Linked DNA regions of Mus musculus: all the other regions are linked to region 1. The links are chromatin contacts, called in public HiChIP or PLAC-seq and promoter capture Hi-C maps. All regions are on one chromosome and are shown on one strand. The core of a region is the stretch at or near the end of the contact, and the rest is flanking DNA. Distances in the headings are between cores, read along the strand shown.

The links. Promoter capture Hi-C pulls out the DNA fragments that hold promoters and counts their contacts. HiChIP or PLAC-seq counts read pairs in DNA pulled down with a chosen protein or histone mark.
Region 2: a contact with region 1 is called in an H3K27ac HiChIP or PLAC-seq map of bone marrow-derived dendritic cells, with 13 times the contacts expected there. The contact joins the enhancer-like site here to the promoter of Arl4c in region 1. A contact is called at or near these places in 7 of 39 promoter capture datasets (embryonic stem cells, epiblast stem cells, hippocampal neurons and 2 more) and 2 of 115 datasets of contacts at active chromatin or transcription factors (bone marrow-derived dendritic cells and pro-B cells).
Region 3: a contact with region 1 is called in a FOXA1 HiChIP or PLAC-seq map of pancreatic cancer cells. The contact joins the promoter of Sh3bp4 here to the promoter of Arl4c in region 1. A contact is called at or near these places in 12 of 39 promoter capture datasets (the 3T3-L1 cell line, embryonic stem cells, frontonasal cranial neural crest and 7 more), 1 of 15 datasets of contacts at CTCF or cohesin (the NIH/3T3 cell line), 6 of 484 Hi-C or Micro-C datasets (the MNK3 cell line, embryonic stem cells and regulatory T cells), 17 of 115 datasets of contacts at active chromatin or transcription factors (DN3 thymocytes, the NIH/3T3 cell line, T-cell acute lymphoblastic leukemia and 13 more) and 3 of 9 other capture datasets (adipose tissue, embryonic stem cells and liver).
Region 4: a promoter capture Hi-C map of liver shows a contact between it and region 1, with 9 times the contacts expected there. The contact joins the promoter of 1700067G17Rik here to the promoter of Arl4c in region 1. A contact is called at or near these places in 8 of 39 promoter capture datasets (the 3T3-L1 cell line, the SN4741 cell line, embryonic stem cells and 4 more) and 1 of 115 datasets of contacts at active chromatin or transcription factors (bone marrow-derived dendritic cells).

What each region holds. Positions count from the first base shown.
Region 1 is chr1:88,700,860-88,703,559 of GRCm38.p6, reverse strand. Arl4c (ADP-ribosylation factor-like 4C) reads left to right here and starts at 1,369. Exons shown (of 1, transcript NM_177305.4): 1 at 1,369-2,700. The coding sequence starts at 1,896. The coding sequence ends at 2,474.
Region 2 is chr1:89,040,189-89,042,888 of GRCm38.p6, reverse strand. No RefSeq gene overlaps it. Among named protein-coding and RNA genes, the nearest start is that of Gm34194, 25 kb to the right of the region's middle. Within about 2 kb of position 1,393, at least 63 of the 459 cell types and tissues checked have an H3K27ac peak or open chromatin away from gene starts, as enhancers often do. A contact at or near this core is called in bone marrow-derived dendritic cells, where this site is marked.
Region 3 is chr1:89,068,995-89,071,694 of GRCm38.p6, reverse strand. It overlaps Sh3bp4 (SH3-domain binding protein 4), which reads right to left and starts at 1,280. Exons shown (of 6, transcript NM_133816.3): 1 at 1,098-1,280.
Region 4 is chr1:89,014,718-89,017,417 of GRCm38.p6, reverse strand. It overlaps 1700067G17Rik (RIKEN cDNA 1700067G17 gene), which reads right to left and starts at 1,305. Exons shown (of 3, transcript NR_040471.1): 1 at 1,046-1,305; 2 at 769-872. Gm34194 (a long non-coding RNA gene) reads left to right here and starts at 1,240. Exons shown (of 9, transcript XR_003947921.1): 1 at 1,240-1,445.

The DNA.
Region 1 (2,700 bases), core at 120-2,619:
GGCAGGCTGTCTGCACTGAGGTCCCCTTAGCAAGTACCAGCACACAGACCTAAATTTCCTCCTCTAGCAAGCTGGACAGGTAATCTGAGTGGACCTTGCCAGCACCAACATCCATCACCAGTCCCTGGGCTTGAGTCTAGCTGGTGGAAGCCTAGACTGGCTTTTGGAGTTGTGAGAATTAAAAGATGGAATTGAACAGGTGTGATTTTTCTCACAGGCTTTAGTACAAATGAAATCATGTATTATAACAGCATTAGAAAGGAAGGTTCCTCTCTCTCTCTCTCTCTCTCTCTCTGTGTGTGTGTGTATATATATAATTTTTAAGATCACAAATGATAAGCATTTTTATTTTCTTTCCCTGGATTACATTTGCAACCTTTTCTGACCCAGAAGCCTGACCTACACAAATGTAAACCATTTTCCCCTTGGCTGTCATCTCTAGTTCCCATCATCATCAAACCTGTGTCACTCATAATCACCCCCCCCCCGACTTCCCTCCACATGCAGAAATAATATTCATTTGCTACGTTTTACAAGGTAGGATAAAACCACTGAATGGAGTCACGAAATGGAACCCAGAAAATATGTATTTGTGACTCATCACACCACCAGCTCCAAGCTAGCTAGGGTCTTCTAGTGACCTAGCTTTCCTGAAGCCTGGTCAGGTGATTTGGACCTCCCCCATCCCCTACCCTCACCCCATCCCTGGTAGGTTCTCAAGGTAGAATGACAAAGGTTGCTTTAAGACTAACCTAATCTGGGATGTCAGCAGAGTGGAGGGGGTGGGGAAGGGGTGGGGAAGCATAAAGCAAGGCTCCAAAATGGGTGTCTGAGAAAGAAATGTCTGGAGTTATCTAGGCAGGTGGGTGGTAGGTAGTCTTAACTGAGCCTCCTGGGCACACCCTAGACTTAGGGAGCATACGCATCAAGGAAGAATAGGGACCAAGACACTAGGGCACCAAAGAGCGTGAAACCACGCGGTGGAAATGGATTAGGAGTGGGCAGCAGCAGGGCTGCAGGCTCAAGGAGGTCAGCTCCTCTCCTCCGCCCTCCTGCGTCGGTGCCGCAGTCTCACCGCCCTAGCCCTCTGCAGTCGCTGCCTTTGCCCGGCCAGCTGCGGGCTAGGCCCCGGGCGGGGGTTCCGGAGCCCGGAGCTATTTTTAAAAGACGCGTCACCGGATTGGGGAGGAAGAGTCCGCGTCCAGGCCCACAGTCGGCGCGCGGCCGGCGGGAAGGGTCGCCTGGGCGAGTTTCGAACGATCGGAGCGCGCGAAAAGACGCAACCGACCGAGAAGACCCCGCCTGACCCCGGGAGACCGCGGGGCGTGGCGGGCGAGGGGCGTGGCCTGTGGGCGGGACTAGAGGGGCGGGGCCGGCGCCCTCCGGCCGCAGCAGGCTGGTGGCGGCGGCGGCGGTAGCAGCAGCGCCTAGTACTGCAGGGACAGCAAGGCAGCTACGCTAACTCGGACGCCGGGGAAGCCCGCGCCCCGCCTGCGCCTTTGCGGCGCTCCCGGGAGCCGGAGCTAGAGCAGCTCCGAGGTGCGCCGAGACCAGAGGCTGCTGCAGAGCCGCGGTGCGGGAGAGCCGCAGGTCGAGCCGGGCTACCGCGCAAGGCGCAGACATCCTACACCGCGGCGTCTGTCCGTGGCGGCTGCGCGAGAGACAAAGCCTCCGGAGAAAGATGCCCGCGGAGCACGCACCAGGCGGGCCAGGGAGCCGGCCCCTCCGAGCCTAAGCGCGCCTGGCCGTGCGCCGCGGGGACGCCGAGACCCCACCGGGTCCAGCAACGGGCGGGGCCCAGGTGCGCCCGGCCGCAGAGGGCCTGTGACTGCTCGGGGGGCGGCGCCCTCCCGCCGCAGCCGCAGTCGCAGTGGCCGGCGCCGCAGCGAGGAGCCATGGGCAACATCTCCTCCAACATCTCGGCCTTCCAGTCTCTGCACATCGTTATGCTGGGCTTGGACTCGGCCGGCAAGACTACGGTGCTCTACCGGCTCAAGTTCAACGAATTCGTGAACACTGTGCCCACTATCGGCTTCAACACCGAGAAGATCAAACTGAGCAACGGCACTGCCAAGGGCATCAGCTGCCACTTCTGGGACGTGGGCGGCCAGGAGAAGCTACGGCCGCTGTGGAAGTCCTACAGCCGCTGCACGGACGGCATCATCTACGTGGTGGATTCGGTGGACGTGGACCGGCTGGAGGAGGCCAAGACGGAGCTGCACAAGGTGACCAAGTTTGCGGAGAACCAGGGCACACCGCTCCTGGTTATCGCCAACAAGCAGGATCTGCCTAAGTCGCTGCCGGTGGCCGAGATTGAGAAGCAACTGGCGCTGCACGAGCTCATCCCGGCCACCACCTACCATGTCCAGCCGGCGTGCGCCATCATCGGCGAGGGCCTCACCGAGGGCATGGACAAGCTCTATGAGATGATCCTGAAACGCAGGAAGTCTCTCAAGCAGAAGAAGAAGCGGTAATGCGCTAGAGCAGCGATCTGGAGCAAGGCTGAGCGAGCAAGCCAGTGAGTGAATGAATGGACGTCTGGGTTGAGCGAGAACCCGCGAACAAAGACAACGAACCAAAGCGATGATTCGAATTTTTAAAACACGATCTCTGTATCCAAATACAGGACTTGGAGACTTAAGCCGGGTGTGGAGGCTGCATAGCCACCCATCTCGTCACCTGCCCCACCCCCCCACCCCA
Region 2 (2,700 bases), core at 144-2,643, 340 kb before region 1:
AAACACGTCTTCAGGAGTCATCCAGGTTGCTGTCTGAGTCAGACCTTTGTCTTTCCCTATAGTTAAGTGTAGCAGTCACTGGGTACAGTAGGAAACACTGCCGGGTTTGGTTTCTTCTCTTGATTTTCCTGGTAATGGATATTTGAGTCATTTTCTATTTTCCTGTCTGGGTTGTTATGATTAAAGGTGCTACGAATGCTTTTCTATGTGTCCTTTGTGAACACGGTGCTTCTGCTTACTGTGGGTAGAGTTTACGTAGCAGTAGATTTGTGGGAACAAAGGGGAGAGAGATGTTTGGCTTGTAAGAAAGTCCTAAAACAACTTTCTAAGGAAACAGACTGGCCTCACAATTCTGCCAGGGCTCCTTTTTTCCAACACTGCCACCTCCAGCCTTTGTAATAGGTGTGGAGTGGGGTCCTTTCAACACATCCATTGACCATGCTCTTTCTAGAGAGGCTTTTTTTCTTTTTTTTTTAGAAAGAAGTACAGCCATGAAGTACAGTGCAAAGCTCTGAAAGGGGACAAAACACTTCAGGCAGCACACAGCTGCTGCAGGGGACTGGGAAGTTGTCCAGTCAGGTGGAGGAAGCAGGAAGTGTGTCTGTATTTACCACGTCTTACAATGCTTGGCCAGGCGTTGCCCTGTTCCGTTGACCTGTATTTGGAGATGGGTTTTGGGAGACAGGTCATTTTGGTTATGTCTGAGGAGACCTCCCATCCAGGGGAGCCTGGCTTGGTTACTGCAGACTCTTAAACAATGTCAGAAGACTTCTCGAGGGGATAGGATTGCCCATGCTGATTTAAGTTTTTCTTCATATTTTGTTGGTGGGAACCAAACCGAGGACATGCAAAGTGCATATTCTACCACTGAGCTAGACACCAGCTCCATATAGATTTCTGAATGGAGGAGTGAGGCTGTTTGAGGTACTCAGATGTCTTCAAGAGGAGAGGTGGTAACATCTCTCGCCCGCAACTCAGAGGTCTCTAGGGTAGAGAACAAAGGACATAGAAAATACAGACAGGGTGCCCAACCCTGGAACATAACCCATATGCTAGTTTTCTCAAGTCTAATTCAGTTCTCAAACATATTCCAGACAAATCAGGATGAGATGGTCACACTGTGTGCAGACACAGATGGAGGTCTGAATCTCTCAATTATCCTTAGGTGTAGTCCCATTCCAGGGAGGTATGGACCTACTACACGCTCTGATATGACAAAGGTCACTCCAAGATTGAGATTCTTTTCTCATAGAGTTGAGCCCTAAAGGAAAAAGAAACCCATGAAACCTTCACAGTTTTACTTGGAGCCCCAGCTGGGACAGGAGCCCTGTGCATTCTGTGTGGACATTTAAGTCCCAAATCACCACAGGAAACTGGAGTCTGTACATGATCTCATCAGCTTCTCTGGGGAATTCCCAGCTGTGGCTGGGGACGAGGAGTGTGGGAGGAAGCTTGTTGTCTTGCTGATGGTGGTCACAGCCAAACAAAGAATCGGGTGAAGTACTACTGTGCTTGTAGCTTGTTTCCAGAGCGACACCACTTGCACCATTCCCCCTCGACAGGTCTGGAAAGTTAAAAACATTACCAAGCACAGTTCTGAAAAGCAAAGGGCTTTCCTTTTTCTTATTGGTGTTTGGGGCTGGATACTTAGAAAGTGCAGAGAATCCGTTACTGTCGCCAGGCATCTCCATGAGACATGTATTGTAAGAGCAATTTAAATTCATCTCTCTCAGTGAATTTTTGGTATCCATACAACATTAAAATATGGTTCTTGAGCTGAGCCTATGATGTCCAGACCAGTTCCTGTTGCTATAGGCAGCTACTTATCTCTTTTATCTTTTTCTCCCCTTGTCCCTGATAGTCACATTTTTTAAAACAAAATGATGTATGTTTATTTATGTATTTTTTGTGGGTGGAAGCCAGGGGATGCCTTGTAGGACGAGTTGGTTCTCTCTTTCCACCATGTGGATTCAGGGATAAAACTCAGTCCTTAGGCTTAGTGACAAATGCCCCCCCCCCCCCAGCCCTGATAACCACGGCCTTCCTCTTTAAGTATTAGACTTTGCTTACATCTACACATCGTGAGAATATGTAGTCATTTTCGTTTCCCTGCCTTATTTTACTGAGTGTGCTGTCTTCTGTTTATCTTCATCTATGTTGGATACAGCATCTCTTTTGTAAAGGTCGAATGATACTCTCTTCCACAGATATTAAGATAATCTATCCCTACTATCTATTTATCATCTTTATCTATCATCTATTTTTCTATCATTTACCTATCATCTATCATCTGTCATCTATTATCAGTCTTATCTATCATGTATCTATCTACCTATCATCTATATATTACCTATTATCTATCTATCTATCTATCTATCTATCTATCTATCTATCTTCTATCATTTATCTTTCCTCCTCTTCCTCTTCTTCTTCCTTTTCTTCTTCATTATCTTCATCATCCACCTTCTCCCAGCAGGATTGCTGCTGCATCCTGCTGTTCATATCTCACGCAGGTAGACATGAATGGGGTCCAGGAAGTTGTCCTTTGTTTTTCAATATGTGTTTTGAGTGACAGACAAGTGCTATTATACATGACATCTACATTACATAATGAACTCATATCAAAGAAGTAGAAAGACTGACTATAGGAAGGAAATGAAATCAAGGACAGGCCCTCCTGGTCTTACTGGAAACTCCTGT
Region 3 (2,700 bases), core at 31-2,530, 370 kb before region 1:
CCACCATTCTCTCCATCTGTACCCACCATCTCATGGGAAACCCCAGTACATCAAAAGGGTACTCATAACTATCAGAAACAGCCTTTGTGGTAAGGCAGGTCAAAAATTCCAAACTTTGGGCACGAGACAATCAAGGGTTTCAAGCAAGGGTTTTCTTGAGGTTAGGCAAGAAGGCGCCAGGTATAATTCAATGATTAAATCTACAAGGCTGCGACATCCCCACCCCCCACCCCCAACGAATGTGGGATCGGCGTAGATCTCGTGTTTATTTCCGCTCTGGACACTCATTGCTTTTATAATCAGAGCAAAAGTTATACGAACTTTATTTCTGCTGCTAAATCACAGAACACCAATCTGATGCACTAACAAGGGAAGAATAAACACGAATAAAGCCCAGCATGGTATTCCCTTTCAAATCTCATAGCTCCACGAGGCTCCACAACCTTCTGCGCACGCAGAGCGGCCAGCCAGCTCTCCGCCACTCCTCCCGCGCGGCATCTGCAGGCGCCCCACACCCGGGAAGGGCCAGCGCCAGCCAGCCCCACAGTCCGCACCGCTAAGCCCCCCAAACCTGCATACTACAACGCCAGATCCCAGCTGGGAGCCTCCTGGCCCCCAAACCCTCTAACAAGACACACTGGGCGGCGCAGGGCGGCTTCACGGTAAACAGCACTTGCAGAACAACGCTCCTCTATCCTAACCGCTCCCACCCGCACACCCCAGCGCTGTCACCTCGGGGCTGCGCGGTCACTCGATCACCAAGACAGAAACTGGAGTTTTCAATTTCATCCTCCAGGAGGGCTCTCCGAAGAAGTTGAAATGTGCATTGTCACCAAGTTTAACCCAAAGCCGCGCTCTCTTCGCTCCTTCTCAGAACCGCGCGGGTGGCGCCGCGACCCCCTCCGCCCTCCCCGCGCCCCGGGCCCTAGCGACCACGATCCGCAGCCCAGGTCGGGCTGTGACCACAGAGGGCAGGGAACCGGGAGCTCAAGGGGCTCGGAGCTGCTCCAGGCTAGCCGCGCCCCAGAGCCCGGGATGCTGCCCAAAGCCACAGCGCGCGCGGGGATAGGGTGCGCCGTCCGACCCTAGGCTCCTACCTGGCTCGCATGGCGCCCCACGGGTCCTGCGGTTCTCTTGTCCTGTGGGGCTCACCCGGCCGGGGGCGCGCGCGACTCCCGGTACCGCGGCCTCAGCGATCGAGGCAGCAGAGGTGGTGAGGTGCCCAGACGCCGCGACAGCCCAGAGCGCTCGGCCCCCGCCAGCGGGCGCAGAGGTGGTCTGGGCCGGGGCGGGGCGCGAGCGCGGGCGGGGCCGGGGCGCAAACAGCGGGCTCCAGGAGGGCGGAGCGCAAGCAGAGACCGCGGGAGGGGCGGGGCCAAAGCTGGGGGCGGAGCGAGGAAGAGGCGGGTCAAGCTCAGGCTGGGGCGTAGGGACCGGGGGCGGAATCGCACTCTCAAGGCGGAGTCTTTGTCGGAGAGGCGGGGCCTAGACGATACTGGGGCAAAAGTGGGCGGGGTGTGCTCAAATGAGCGTGGTCAATATGAGGTTGGAGCAAGTAGGGGCTGTGCCTCGAGCTGGGGGAGGGCAGTTCTTAGTAAAGGCGGGGCCTGGATGAAGGGGGCGGGATGTCCCGGAGGGGCGGGGCCGACTGAGCCGCTGATTTACTTAAAGAAGCGGCTTGGCTTACTGGCGCCTCCAGTGCTCCGGCGCGATTCCCGCCAACACTCCTTGTCTCCTTCCTTAACAGCGCCAGTTAAGAGAGTGGGGTTAGGGCCTCGGGATCTTTACCCCTGGACCCAGAAATGAGCAAAGATGATGGAGACCTCCGGTGCTCTGTTTTGGGGAAGCCTCTGATCCCCCGGGAGTGGTTAAGCAGTAAAACCGAGAAAAAACAAACAAAACTCAGCTTAGGGAACAACTACAAGTGGAGGAGAGCTGCCTGCGAGGCAGATTGCAACTGAATACATGTCAGCATAGTTACACTTCCTCTGCCCAGACTCACATACAGAAGTAGACGCTCGATGCGAGCTCAGTGAATGAACACACTGCGAGGCAGCGGAGCAAAAGCCCAAGCTCATGAGTCATCTCTCACGGGAGTAGACAGAGGCCTGTAGGGGTTGATTGCCTCAGTGAGGTCGAACCAGCCTTTGACTGCTGTGGTGGTGAGGCCAGGGAATGAAGGCTTCCACTTGGAACCAGTGGCAATCATGTCTTCAATGTTGCCACAGATCCAAATCCAGCAGCCCACTGAGTCCATCTTCACTATCATCGCTGGCGACAGATACCATTTATATTTTCTAAGTGACTTCAGACGTTAACACAGATTATCATATTCGGCAAGATCACATGGGAGAGGGCTTCAGAGTCGGAATACTAGCCAGTTTTCTATCTCCCGTGTTCTTTATGCTCCCCTTCCACTCCACCCTTGCACTCGGGCTGCCCGCCTTCCCCCACCCCCACCCCCACCCCGCTCTAGATGTAGTCCTAGTGGAGTCAGGTAGACATACTGGTCAACCTAAGGCTAAGAGGGTAGAATTTCATATTCTCTTAGAACATGGAAACGAGTACAATTACTCCTTAAGTGTAGCTGTCGACCTTAAAAGAAGCAGTCTCCTGAAGGTGCAAGTGACTTACATGGTTGGAGGGGGTGGGGGTGGAGGAGACAAAAGCATCCAGACTGGAGGGCGTGTCAGGAGCCAG
Region 4 (2,700 bases), core at 56-2,555, 310 kb before region 1:
CAGGACATATATACACAATTGAATATACTATTCAGCCCTAAGAAAGGCAATCCTAACATTTGAGACAATTTAAATGAACCTGACATTATGGTATATGAAGAGGTTAGACAAAGAAAGGCAAATACATCATGACCTCAGTGATGTGTGGAATCTAAAAAATATGAGTTCAATACACACACACACACACACACACACGCACATGCACACACATATAGAGAGAGACAGAGACAGAGAGAGACAGAGAAAGAGTAGAACGGTGACTGGATTGTTGAAGGAGGAACTTTGGGGAGTGTCAGTGGAGGAAGACAAACATGATTGGACATAAAGAGTAACTTCAAGAGACTTACCACACGCTACAGCACCAGTATAGTAATAGTTAATATACATATTATGTTCTCAGAAAATGCTAAGAGTTTATATAGTCTCACTTCAAATACTAACTATGCAAAACAACACATACATTAATTAACCAAATTATTCATTGCACAATGTGTATATACTTTGGAATGGCATGCAGTACATGATAATTTATACAATTTTATCTGCCAATTAAAAATGGCTTTTGAGGTGAAGATTATTTTTGGATGAATCAAGATATTTTGGTTATTGTGTTCTAGCGCTGGCTGTGGGCGTGAGAAGAAATCCAGCACAAAAAATCTCTATTAGACGATGCCCTGGGTCACTATAGCGAGGCTCCATCTCCCTCACTGGTCTCTACAGGATACATATGTCTGAGGTGGCCTGGGAAAATTTATTTGTTTTACTTGCCTTTAAATTTCACGGAGTCCAGAAGGCACTTAAAGGAAGGAACTTAGATCACATGTGTCAGAATCCATCTAGTTTCTTGACAGTGAACCACCAGAGCCTGCTGCCTCTAAGAATTAGGGATAGAAAGTCACCTGCAATTTCAGAAAAAACAAAAAACAAAAAACAAAAAACAAGAGTGTTTGCTGAGGAGGGGAGGGAACCCACAGAGGGTTCCTGAGTGGGAAAGCCGCCAAGGAGCTGGAGTTGAGGACCGTGGGCATGGGAAGGCAGTGAGTACCATATCTGATGCTGAAGAAATGGAGCGCTGCTGGCTGAGTAGACCAGGAGCCTGAGAAACATCCCCGCTACTGAGATAGAAGCCAATGGTCTGAAAAAGAGATGGAGGGGAAAGGAAGGGAAGAGGTGTGAGCAGCCCGGAGAGGGGGAGACCTCGTGCACTTCAGGAGGTCGAAACCAAAAGGGAGACGAAGAAAGACAGATGTTTTTTGAGTTAAAGATGGAGTTCGCCCTCCAGGGTCACTAGAACAAAATGGCCTCAGTTAAGAGTCCACACCTAGACTTGGCACCACGAGGCTTCCTTATTCAGGAACAGAGAAGGAACATCGGAACACTGAGTTTCAGGTTGGGGGTGGAGTAACCGCTTTGAAATCAGAAGCAAAACTGGGAACCGCAGAGAGGTAAGGGGAACAGACCCTTTCACTTCCAAGTTGCTTTTAGTTTTGGTTTTTATCATAGCAAAAGAAAGCCAGGCAGAACTGTAAAGAAGGGAGAAAACTTGTCGAATCAGAGAAAATGTTTTATTGTCAGAAATTAGAGAGACAGAGACAGACAGGGGCAAGGGTGAGGGTAGGGGTTGGTTTTTCCTTAATGCAACTCGGAGAAATGTCTTTCCTATCCGGCTTCCAGAAGCTTCCTTGCCTGCGCGTTAGACCTGCTTCTGTGCTGAGTTTTTATATCCTGCCCAGGCTTGGTCACAGAAACCGCCCCGTGCCTCTCCTAGTTTCCACAGCTCCCAGGCACGCAGGTACTTTGGGCGGTGTCTGCACTTTTGCTTGGAGGAGTGCTCTGACCTCATGACTCAGCAGATGCCACGCTTAATTGGAGGTCTGGGAGGGGACGGTAGTTGGCTCCCTTGTGTTTCTCTCCAAAATGGTCCAAGTTTAACGGCTGCCTGTGCTGATCCTGAGCAGGTGTGTGATGGCTGAGAAGGCGTTTTCAGAGCATACAATAGCCTGTTTACCTGCTGTCTTCCCCTCCAACCCCCCTCCTTTAACTATTTCCTCCCTATCCTCCAGAGAGTCTGTCTGTGCCTGAGAATTAAGCTTTTGCCTTCACTTCGTTTTTATATATGGAATCTAATTAAACCTTTCAATTTGATTTTATGTGTGTCTGTATATGGTATATACATGAGGTGTGCACTCAACTGTGTTTGCCCATAGGCTGAAGGTCCATACCAGGTCTCCTCTTCTGGTTTCCATTTTATTCCCTGATACAACCCTCCCTAGATCATCATATCCTGAACTCACAGCCAGGAGAAACATATTTTCTTAATAAAGCACCTCTATTGTTATTGCTAGATCCTTAGTGTGTTTTCTGGTTATGGTAGATTTCAACTTATTTTTCTTGTTTCTCCTCCAGTCGGTGCTGATTGGTCAGTGTTTTCCACATGTTTTCTGGGATGCCTGTCTGACCTTGTCTGGCTGACCAGGCGCAGTGCTAGGGAGATCCTCTGTGTTTTTGAGGTAATTTTGGCTATGCTAAAGGTGTCTTGGAGTGGGGGCTTCCTGCCAGGTGCTCTCCTCTGCCTGTTAATTTTAGTCCAGTGCCCAGTCCCCCACTCTGTCTACAGAGCGTGCTAATCTCTGATTTAGGCTCTGATTTTCTGAATACCACATTGGGTCCCCTGGCCTCACCTCTATTCTGACTTGATTC